Regions from separate parts of the Gossypium hirsutum genome. Here regions 1 and 2 are each linked to region 3. The links are chromatin contacts, called in public Hi-C maps. All regions are on one chromosome and are shown on one strand. Each heading gives the region's core, a stretch centred on a gene start, on an enhancer-like site or on the middle of the called end of the contact. The rest is flanking DNA. Distances are from core to core; before and after follow the strand shown.

What was found. Hi-C and Micro-C count contacts between places; a contact is called where the count stands out from the background.
Region 1: a contact with region 3 is called in a Hi-C map of leaf, with 6 times the contacts expected there. The contact joins the promoter of LOC107886536 here to the promoter of LOC107886476 in region 3. A contact is called at or near these places in 2 of 34 Hi-C or Micro-C datasets (both in leaf).
Region 2: a Hi-C map of leaf shows a contact between it and region 3, with 2.6 times the contacts expected there. The contact joins the promoter of LOC107886540 here to the promoter of LOC107886476 in region 3. A contact is called at or near these places in 2 of 34 Hi-C or Micro-C datasets (both in leaf).

What each region holds. Positions count from the first base shown.
Region 1 is chrA03:95,885,469-95,889,603 of Gossypium_hirsutum_v2.1, reverse strand. LOC107886536 (paramyosin) reads right to left here and starts at 2,027. Exons shown (of 6, transcript XM_016810525.2): 1 at 1,905-2,027; 2 at 236-1,710; 3 at 51-127. The coding sequence starts at 1,642.
Region 2 is chrA03:97,138,653-97,142,535 of Gossypium_hirsutum_v2.1, reverse strand. It overlaps LOC107886540 (60S ribosomal protein L27a-3), which reads right to left and starts at 1,701. Exons shown (of 1, transcript XM_016810533.2): 1 at 1,038-1,701. The coding sequence starts at 1,596. The coding sequence ends at 1,156.
Region 3 is chrA03:96,569,447-96,573,695 of Gossypium_hirsutum_v2.1, reverse strand. LOC107886476 reads right to left here and starts at 2,230. Exons shown (of 15, transcript XM_016810447.2): 1 at 1,503-2,230; 2 at 458-616; 3 at 216-327; 4 at 1-106. The coding sequence starts at 477.

The DNA of each region.
Region 1 (4,135 bases), core at 778-3,277, 680 kb after region 3:
GGATAGAATATTGATTTTGTGCAATTTTAAAAATCCGAAATAACAGGTACCTTAATTCCTCCACAGAATGCTGCAGTTCAATTATCTCAAGCTGAGATGTTTTGACAATATTCTCCAAAGCACCAGCCTGTCAAATGACATAATAGAACCTCAAAAGGGAAAGATATGACCTTGAAACACTATGCAAACTTAAAGAGAACATGTAACAAATCAATGGCAATAGAAAAAATCTAACCAGAGTGTATATTTCATCCTGGTCTGAGCCTGGATCTCCAGCTTTATTTCCATCGCCAATAAGATTACTAAATTTGAAGTCAATTCCAGCCTCTCTCAAACCATTCTCAGCAGTTTGAAACAACTCGTTAGTTTTGGACTTATTTTCAGATACCATCCTCCTGGACAATGCACTCCTAAGTAAAGAACCAATATGTTCTTTCTCCTTAATCAATCGAGCAACTGTTTCGTTTAAACTCTTTACTTCACGATTCTTTTCATCCACTAAGTCCTTTGTTTTCCCAGCAAGAATTCCTGTTAATTCATAGATAGACTCCATCCCCGCCAAACAAGCGCGTATATTTTCCACAGAATCTGTCTCTTGTGGAAGAAAAAAGGACTCCGATACATCTGACTGATCCATATTATCAGCATCAACAATCTTAATAACATCATAAATAATTTCATGAATTCTAGAAACGAAATTCAACTGATCAACCAGTAACGGTCTCTGTAATTCCATCCTCATCTGCCAAATTTTCAATTTATCATCATATTCACTGGTCAAGTTCCTCAACTCCATTAATTCATCCTGTGCCAAATTAATCTTCTCCGACATCTCTTTTTCAATCTCCCCAATCTTCCCATCCTTTTCAGCTATATTCTTCTCTAAATTTTCAATTATATTAGTTTTCTTTGCCACCTCATCTCGTAACCCACTTAATGTAGCTTCAAGCTGAGAAACTTCAATGGCAATTTCGTAATTTCGTTGCTCTATCTGCTCCCTGGCTTCGTTTCTAGATTTGGTTGTGGTTTCGATCTGTTTAACGAGCTCTTCAACGATCTCGTTTGTTCTTTTGATGACTCCATAAGCAACGGAGGGCAGTCCGGTGTACTTTTGCGATCGCGGCAATCCTCCAGCAGAGAAGTTCTTGAAATTATTAACTTTTCCAGATATTTTTTCTATACCTGAAACAAGCATATGAGCAGAAGTCTCGATCTCCGATCGCAATCCATCTTTTCCCTTGGACGCTTCCTCCAATTGCTTCGCCAAATCTTCTCTCTGTTTCGTAACCTCGACTTTAATCTTATTAGCTTCAGCTAATTGCGCCGTTAAGTTATCGTTCGATCTCAAAGCTTCTTCTTTCTCGCGGAGAGCTTCGTCACGTTGTCTCCCACACTCATCTCGCTTCTTAATCGCCTCGTGAGCCAAAGCTTTTAATCGATTAAACGAAACTTGAAGTTCTGATTTGGAATTCTCGGCAGCTTCTCGTGCTTGTTTCTCGCGATCGAGCTCCGCCAGAATTTCACGGAATTTCTCGACCGATACATCCTCTCGAGACGGATCTTTAATAACAATCGGTACCGGCTCATCAGACTCCACGTCACTGAGCACTGCATCGACTTCTTCATTGCCCGCACTCGTCATTTAAAAAAGAAGCCAATTATTTATATAATCGACAGTAAAAAATCCCGTATTTTGGTGCGATCCGAACCCTAGAATTGGAAGCAGAGGAGGAAGATAATGGAAGTAACCGATCGATATTAGTTGAGAAGGGAGGAAGGAAATGAAATCATTGAAATAGGGAAAAAAACAGGTGAGGATAAATTACGATTAAATTATAACCAGAAATTGCTTCCAAAAAGAGGTCTAGTGAAATTAAGATTAAGAGAAATAGGGGTGTCGTTACCTAAACGAGACGGTGAAGCCGAAGAACAAAGAACACGATTAGCTACCAACCAGTCTCTCCTTGGTCTCTGGTATTTTATTTTATTAGCGCCTTGAAAGGAAATTAACTTCACAAGGAAAACAATTTTAAAATTTTAAAATATGAAATTAAAAGGTTTATGTTTTGGTGAATATACGGCTTAGATGGTGCCACGTTGAGTAGCTTCTTTTTGGTATTCTAATTTGACGGGTCAGATTGATTAAGAGGATTACGTTTTAGGATTTGACTTCCAACCGGAAAATTTAGGGGTTGAAAAAACAATTAAATAAACCCTTAAATGCGAATAATTTCTCGTAATTGCACTTAAAAATTATTGATTTCTTATGGTCCGTTTGAATAGACGGTTGATAGTGCATTTAGTTATTTTTTCTCTCACATTATAATATTTAATTTCACTTTCATTATTATTTTTATATTAATAGTAAAAAAATTCATCGTTCATCCAAATGCATTCCTAATTAAAAGTTAATAGTGTAGTTTTTTAATTTAGATTTAATTATTAATTTCTTAACATTTAAGTTCCAAGTTATAAAAATGATAAAACTTTATTCCAATTTATAAAAATGATAAAATTTTATTCTAAAAATATGAAAAATATGAAAATATTAAATAAAATAAAAATTTTCAAATGATGAAAAAATAAAAAATGAAAACTTTTAAAAAATAAAAAATCAAATAAACTGTTACAAATAAATGTGGATGTCCAAATTCTAATCCCTTTATTTATGAGATAAAATCCCTCTCATTCATTATGAAAGTAAATATGCAAGTTGTGTTAATGAAGCACTTAACTAAGCTTCATTTATGTGTGTTGTATTAAATGGCAATAATTATAAATAAAACCCTTATATGCGTGAAATGAGATACGCGAAAATTATCTATTGATTTGATCTATTGTTTACTTTTTTAGTATTCTTTTACTTGATTATTTGATAACACGTTATCTGCCTATAAATCTTCCATTAAACTATATACGACATATGTATTTTCATAATTGTTTTAATTTGTTCATCATATTTTGATAGAAAGAGAAATATTCAAAGCATACAAATCTTTTTTTTGTTAAACTATTTGATTTTTTCACCATTTTTTTAAAAGGTTAGTAATTTTTTTCAATTATTTCAATTTGTTTTAATTTATATCTTATTTTCTTGATCTAGATAATTTGCATAAAATTTTATATTATATTATTTGTTTGTTTGTTTTACATTGCTGCTTGCATACTCTTTCATGGATTTATTATTTATGGACTACGTGGTAGATTGGGATTTCATGTTAATGCATAATGTTATATGTAACCTATCAGGCATTTTTTGAAAGAGATTTGTTGTTTGTTAATTTTGTGTGTTTTGCATTCAATTGACATGTGCATTAAGTTCCTAATTTTATTTAAAATATGATTGGCCAATACACTATTTGACATTTTCTATAAGTAGCTCTTGAAATTCTTGATGAATATTACCTCTTTTATTGTTATTACTGGTCATAGTTTTTTCCATTTAATTTGTTGATTTATGATGGAAGTTACCACTTCTCTTTCTTTTTAAATATCCACCATGCATCATTTCAACTTAACCAAGTAAACCTGGTTAATTATTGATCATTATGCACTGGTAAAATGTAATATATATTTTTAATGCATTTAGTTTAGCTATAATAACTAGATTTTACGGGCTAGCAAGGTTAGTACATGCTAACTTGTATAAAGATGATCAAAGCTCACAAAGAATTTTTCTTTCCAGCATTTGCACCCGAGAATTTCTTTATGGGTTTCTATACCTCCACCTTTGTTTTATTTGTAGTAATGAGAATAATATTTTTAAAATTGTTTATTCCTTTTATTTGATGTTCACATGTAGCTTAGTGGTAATCTTGATTGCGTCAATAATTCTCTGCTTACTGTTTAAAATGTTTTAAAAAGTATTATAAATTGATATCATGTATTCTTATAGCTAAACAAAATAACAAGTTATTCGTTTCACTAATTATGCTCCATTCCCCGAAGTGAATGTAGCAATACATAACAATTATGAAAAATGAAAATATAGAGTTCATGGTTGTCATTGTAATTGAGGATGTGGTTGGAAATGTACTAATAACCAGTGATACTTCTAATCACTAGAAAACGAATAATAATGTAAAACAAAAAAATTGTAGTCAAAATATTTGAAGGTTATTGAAAATTCATACTA
Region 2 (3,883 bases), core at 452-2,951, 570 kb before region 3:
CCTAATTCAACAAGAATTTATTTTTAAATACATAGTTACTTGAAGGGGGCTTTAACAAAACTAAAGGTGTGTGCGTCAACCTTACCAGATGAACATGTAGCAATGATAAGACCCTCCAGATAGGGTTTTGGTTTCAGTATCTTAACCACGATCCACCCAAGAATTATTCCAACCAGAAAGGTGAGGCCGATGTTTACAGGCATAAACCACCTGTGAATTTAACGATCAGATTCAAACGAAGCCACATTTGGTACAAAAGTTCTCATGTGTATATGTGCTTTTTCTCTGCTTAATCAACACTTTTGTTTTATTTTAGTGGAGGGTTCAAAAATTAGCTGTTGCATCGATAGTCTGCCTTTCAAAATTTTCAGAGACAAAAGAAGAATAGATGTTTATACTTATTTGTTGAGCAACCATCATTCTACTTCGTTTCTTTATGATGCAAACGGTTGAGCAGAGTGGGGAAGCAGCGGCTGAGTCGACCTGGAGGGGACAACTTAGGACGGTGTTGGGTCGGAACGCAAGCCCAAAAAATAATAAAATGTTCAATTTTGATTAATAATTAGTCCTTTAAAGTTTAAATTGGTATGCAATCGCGAATTGTCATCTGTAAAGGACAATGACCAAAATGATGAACGTGAATTACAATAATTGCGAATTTAAATCACTGAGCCAAAGGCTTACTCCAATCCAGACATAAGCACTTGATAATAATCTTAATTTCAATATCTTTTTTCCAGCATTGATTAGCAAAGGGACCACTCTTGATGGAGATTTTCCAACACTACTCTATCGAAGGAGGAATTACCTCATGTATCATAAAATCTAGAGACGAAATTATGAAAAACATTGTTGACAACAAAAGAATGGCAGTGCATTGGAAGGTTAAGCCAATTTGGGAATGAATGGATTGATACAGAATGTGCAATGGTCTGACGATAGAGATAGCACGAAAAGCTAATAATAATCTCAGTAAAGTATCAAGAATTTCCGCATCTTAACTTAAATCAAGCAAATGCAACAAAGCAAAACACAAGTAAATAAACACCATACCATATATTGTTGAAGCAAAATTAAGAATGTTATGGTAAAATCTCATTTAAAAAATTAAGTCCTAGATGATAATATAAGAGATCCAAAAGCAAAAACCCTAACCTAGGCAGTGAGAACAACCGCCCCACCAGCCTCCTTAATCTTCTTCTCAGCAGTCTTAGATACTAACTTAGCCTTAACCACCATCGGTTGATTCTGGGGCAGCACACCTTTTCCCAAGACCTTAAAGTACCCGAACTGGGTCACGTCGATCATCGGCGCCGAATCCTTGTTGGCCTTTGCCTTCACGTCTTGTGGAACGAGAGACCAAAGCTTGTCGATGTTGACGATGGGGCAGTAAAACTTGTTGCAGAGTTTGTGGAAGTACCTCATACCCACTTTCCCGAAATACCCAGGGTGATACTTGTCGAAGAGGATCCGGTGGTGGTGCATACCTCCGGCGTTTCCTCGACCCCCCGGGTGCTTGCGGTGCTTGCCGATACGGCCATGACCGGCGCTCACGTGGCCGCGCTTCTTACGATTCTTCTTGAAACGGGTTGACATTGTTAGATACTTGGATTGAACGGGACTTCTGAAGCGCGGCTTATAGACGAGAAAAATGAAAATAGGGTTTTGTCAGTTTTTATTGTGTGGTGGACAATGGGGTTTTGCCTTTTAGGGCTTTGTGATTTGATGGATCTAAACAGGGGTTGGCCCTTATCACGTTGGGCTTAAAGGTTCATTTGGATCCTAGAATTGTGATTTTTTTTTTTTATAAATTTGCTGATAGGAGGTTATTTTCATATTTGGGAAAATATATAGATAAATTTAGCATAGGATATATTTTGATTGGGGTTGGGCCTTAAGGTTAGTTTCACATTTGCTCGGCTAATGTGTTCACTACTAATTTAAGTAAACTAATATAATATTAGTGATAAAGTCCAGTAAATCATGTTTCATTTGCTTTTGTTGAAAGGGTTGTAACAAACAACCACAGTTTTTAAGGTAGCGTTGCAGCCTACAAATTGCCTCGCGATACCGGAAAAGCTTAGCTAGTTGAACCATGACAATCAACCGAACACGTCGTTGCGTTAGCCATGTGGATTTCAACACGCTCACTTCCGGGGTACATTTAAGAGCAGGAAAATGAAAGCCCTCTCTTTGCTGAACCTCAAAGCTACAGCCTTGCTTCCCTTCTTGGCAACAGTTTTATTTCAAAGTTACAACTGTGGTTGCAGTGGGAAATTTTGGTTATTGTTTTATAGTCATCTTATTCTTCACTCACTGCTGTATGTATTGTTTCAGCTTCGCCTCAAATCAACACTTAAATCACTGTGGTACCAAGCAAGAAATTAACCTTATGCCTCACTCACTTAATGCATTTCTCATGCTTACGGGTAGACGGTAATAGTACTAGAAAATAAAGAAAACTCGATCAAAGTATCGTCTTCAAAATAATTTTAACCTACATAGTTTAGATCTCAAAATACCAATTACAAAATAAGATGGTCACCAAGTGAATTACCAATTTATGGTTCCATAATAAATGTCTATTTCTTTCCCTTCTACATCCATGAACTTTACCATAACTTCTTGAACACGTACGACCACATTAAGCAATGGCACCACATATAACACACCATTCCCAGATTAGTAAATTGCTAATGTCAATGAAGCAGGGCAGCTAAGACATATGCTTTTCGTACTTTCATTTTGGTCTGCAACACCTATTAATAAGATGGGTTTCAGCATGGAAATTGGGGATTAATGGCTCAACTACGGGCATAATCGAACCGAGCCAAGCCTGAATACTGCCAAGCTTAAGCTCGGCTCAAGATATAATCGAGCTTGATTAAGCTCGTTTACTAATTTCTGAACTCGAGCTCAAGCTCAACTCAATAATTAAGTTTAAGGTTAATAATACATATTAAGGATAATAACGTAATTTAATAATATAAAATTATAAAAAGCTCAATAAGGCTTGCGAGTTTGAGTCAAGTATTACTACGCTCAAAGTTGGCTCGAGGAGAGCTCGACTCGATAATTACCAAAGCAAGTTTGAAGTTTTTTCGAGTTGAACTCAAGTAACTTGTGAGTACCAAGAGACTGCATCGACTAAAATTTATTCCAAAATTCACCAACACAAAAGAAAGCTATCGCTAGTCCCCCATAAGATTCATCATCATAAATTTCCATGCCAAAGTTTTGAATCGCTTCAAACTATGCAGGAAAACCTTAATGGCATACATCACGTACAACAAGCCATTGCACTCGGGGCTATAAGTATTCAACTTAAGTCCATGTCTACCAAAATCTATGGTATGCAACAAAACACAACTAGATGAACTACATATCTCAAAACTTATCACATATAATATCTATAGTTGAGCCAAAATTACGAATGTTAATGCAAAATTTAATTTCAAAATAAGTCTAAGATAATAATATAACAGAGATGCCATTCAGATCTAAAATCAAAAGATCTAACCTAAGCGGTGAGCACAACCGCACCACTAGCCTCCTTAATCTTCTACTCAGCAGTCTTGGACACCAACTTAGCCTTAACCACGACCGGTTGGTTCTCGGGAAACACACCTTTTGTTAAGAACTCAGTAGCATAAACAATGAAAATTGGAAGAAAGGAGAAAATAGATTCAGGAAAATAAAATCAGTTTTTGGTTTTTCATGCCGTTTTTGCTTACAACCGAAATATTAAATAGTAAGTCTTATAACCAATTCAGTAGCAGACAAAATCCGTTAAGTTTTTTGGCGCCCTCCTTTCTCTCACTCCTCTGCGCGGGTGTGTATGTGCCTTATTCTCCAACTGAGCATTCTCCTGCTGCTTCGCCTC
Region 3 (4,249 bases), core at 981-3,480:
TATTATCAATCGGATGCTGCAAAGGAGTTGAGCCTGAGGGGACTGAGTTGGTATATTCAGTGTATTTGATATCAATGGTCGTAAGAATGCCAGATGATATATTGAACTGCCAAATTCAGACAGCACAAAAGTTCCATTACGCAGATGAGAAAGATCATTATTGCTAGATGCATAATAATGAAAATAAAATTAAAAGGGGGAAATGGTTTGCCTACCTTTGTTAATGACAATTTTGGGAAAGATAATCCAATTAAGAAGCCAAAAACTACTCCAACAAATGTTGTCACAATAAGCCTCATGCTCTCATTTGGCTTTCTACTAACCGTACTGCAGTCACCAAGATGGAATAAAAGTTAAATAACTTCCACATCTAAGTAACCTTTTCTATAGATATACACAATAAGACACAATATAAACTTTATTCTTTTTAATTAAAAGGGCGCCATAAGTCATGCACCTGCGTGTAAAGATCCCCATTCTATTTAAAAATTCGTCTGAATTGTATATTCACAACAAACTATGGGCAATTCAGATTGCAAGAGGCTTTGAGCATTAATTAGCAGGCATTCAGTTGCCCATTCTCCATGAAACAAAGAGAGACCCTCAGCAAAAGGACCTGAATAACAAATTTTATTATTAAAACTAAAATGATGAAGCAAAACAATAGTTACAGTTAAAAGAAACCAAGATGCACACCAACAAGAACTGAGATTCAAACAGCAACTTCATGGGAATGGCACCTAATTCCAAGCTGATATCCTAGTTGAATCAATTTTACCAGTTTATGCAGACAGGAAAAGACAAGCTAATTACTCCGGCCTTTAACACTTAACCCAAGGATCTTATTATATTGTAAAAAGATGTAAGAATCCCCATAAGAAGCGTCTAAGAACCTCTTCCACATAACGCAACAAAGTAAGCAACCATGTGCTATCCCCTGGACAAAAGATCACGGTCGCCGGACAATCACAAAACCAGAGAAATTCCTATCATAAATTCTATTAACTCCATAATCAAGTAGACATGTGTCTTTCCCTTCTTTTCTTTTTTAACTAATATCCGACAATTGTAGAATTAAAAAACTGCAATACCGAGATTTTATTTTATTTTAGTTAATAGCATAACCTTGCGTTGCTTAGGTTGAAATATAATACTGAACAAAATGACCAAAAACATAAACCTGACCTCAAAGTTTGCTTAAAATCAGGTTTTATTCCTTTAAAAATCTCAGATTCAACTCCTTTCCTATTACTTTTTTTTGGTCCAATAAATTTCAAACAATAAATAAAATTTATTAACCAGATAAAAAAGAAAAGAAAGTAAGTAAGTACGAGCAAAAAATGGATACACTAAAATAACGAATCAAAGATTCAAAATCTAATTAGAAAGGTTTAAAATAATTGAATGATTATATAGGCTGCAGGTGAGACGATGAATTTCCTCGAGAAACAAACGGAAAACTAAGCTAAATGAAAGAAAAGAAACTACAAATATTTACTTACCTGAATGGAAAGATAATTGAGAACAACTGAAAAGGATCTGATGGAAACTGAAACTGTATTTAAAATGGCTCTAAATCACGAGAAAAATCACCTTCTCCTCTTTAACTGAAAATATGCAAGAAATAAGTTTATGCTTCTCTCTCGAGAATTGAGAGAACGAACTTCTTGATTGCCTTACTAACAGAAAAAAAAATATAGAAAACTTGAAGGAAAAAAGACCTGAAACTGAACGATGAATTTCAGTTTCCCCAAAAAAAAAAAGAAAAGAATTCTATCCTTTTTTTCTGTACTACTTTTTGGTAGAAGAAAAGAAATCGTAAAATTTTAAAAAATCTGGGGAAAGAAACAGAGAAAATGAAGGAAAAAGAGAGAAGATATTAGAAAAATGTTTCTACTGTTTCTAAGTTTTGATGAGCAGAGATTGAAATTAGAATTTGGGTTCTTATTTTTTTCGCTATATAAATATTTAAAAGAAAAATGTAGTTAATATGCAAATAGTACCCTGGAACAAAGTTAAACATATATATTAGATGAATGGATGAATGGGTGAATGGACAGGTGCAATGGGGGAGGTTTTGACATTCAAATTGCCAGCCCCCAACTGAAACTTCCTAGATTTCCTGCCAACTAATTTTCTTAACCGTCTTAAATTTACTCTTCTCATTTTTGTTTTGGGTGTAGGTGTAATCGGATAAAAGCGTGTGAAGGAACAAATGAAAAAAAGTTACGCATGTGCCTTTCCTTTGCCTTTATATAAAATAAATAAATCAAAAAATATAATTCATGTTCAATTTTTTAATCAATAAAAGCACTTTATTAAAGTTTTTTAAATGGTAAATATTACTTTAAGTATTGCCTTTACGCACCCATCAACCGGACTCTTAAATCAAATTTGAAATTTCATTCCGTTTTTTATTAGACTTAAATCTAGAGCTATAAATGAATAGCGCCTTTTTTTTTTTAATTTTCATAGGTCTCGATTATGAAAATAGTAAATAATAAATAAATTCCAAAGAAAAACAAAATAAAAGCAATTTATTGAAGTTTTTAAATGGTAAATAATAAATAACAAATAAATTCTAAAAATATATATGCGTATAATAAAATTTAAACTCAAAACACCAAATAAACACTCTCTTTTACTACTGATTGAATCACTGATGTCATAGAAAATAATTTATTTTTGTTGAGTAACTTTCCATTGTGTCTCATTAAAAGGGATAATCGAATATTTATATACATGATTATTGTTTGTGGAATTGATGTTCTTAGTAGACTTTATGCATGTACAACACATGTACTATTTTAGGCTACTTGCTAGACTTCGTGTCCCCCATATACGAACTCGGATATATGCGATTTGAGACAGCGAGTTCCCTTGTGAGCTCCCCCTGTGAACTTTCAGGTCGCGGGTTGGCGACCTAGACCTTATCTAATTCTTAGGTTGGTGATTATAAGTACATAACAATCTAATCATCCCTATTGGGTTTAAAGAAGGCTATAAAGTGGCACTCCTTAGAGCCATCACTTCCCATTTATATAGCCTTGCTGAGTACGCAGCAACTACTGGGACATGACGTTAACTTTTCCACGTGTACGAATAGATCGCGTCTGTTTGTATCTGACCATTGGTGTTTCTCGGTCATTTGAACTGTCAAAACACAGGGAAGAGAAACTTATTTAAAAGAGGTTTTTGGAAACCCTAAACTCACAATCTTAACATTTCCTACAAATAGGCTTGATTGAGATTTTCTTCAAGGTAACATCTTCTTTCCTTTTCTTTTCTTTCTACATAAAAAAAACATGTCGAAAATGAGGAGTGCTGATGGTCGAATAATTCTCTGTTGTCCACCGCGAGAGTGTGCTTCAAAGGTCATTATAGAAGCCAATTTCTTCATCTGTGCTACAAAAATATGAAGAAATAGGTCGAGTTTTGAGTGCACGGGAGATTCAAATCCCCAATTTTACTTGCAAATTTTCCATCCCTAAGAGGCTTCACAGGCTCAGTGATACTAGTGATGATAGCTTTCTGCTCCTCCTCCATGCTCTAGAAGTAAAGTTCCACTTGCCCTTGTATCCGTTCTTCTGTCATCTTCTTCAAGATTACCAGATTGCTCTTCGTTAACTCTGTGGGTTCTCTTGGTGGACCACAATGGCTTATTTTATTGATTACTGCCAACATAACAAAGCACCATGGCTCGTGGTGTTCCGAAGCTTATATCTATTAAAGGCCCAAAACCGAGGGAACTCATTGGGCTTTTACAATTTTTCCCCTTATGATAAAGGTGAGACCATAATTACGAACAAATGTGCTAATCTTTAGCTGAACTGGAGAAAATATATTAGGGTGAGATGTAGGCTCACAGACGGGTTTAGTTTTCCTACAGAGTGGTTCGCATCTAATAAGGACACGTGTTCATTCAGGCGAACTGTAAAGACAAATGGTAGTTCAGCCCAGTTGTAAAGGCTTCGTGCTAGCAATTTCCTATTATTGAAGATCTTATAACCGTGAGAAACGTATTTCAATTCTGTTTAGAGGACTTTAGCCTCGATAGATATAGGCGAGGTGACAACAGAGAAGTTTCTGAAGCTTTAGGTGCAGACCTTGAAAGACAGACATGGCCCTATGTAGCAAATGACACCAATGATGACTTGGGTCTAATTCTAACAAGATTTAAAAAGGAAACCAAGAACTTCTTTTACAGTTACTATAGGATAAGGCCTCGCCCCTAGATTCTGGTGATCTC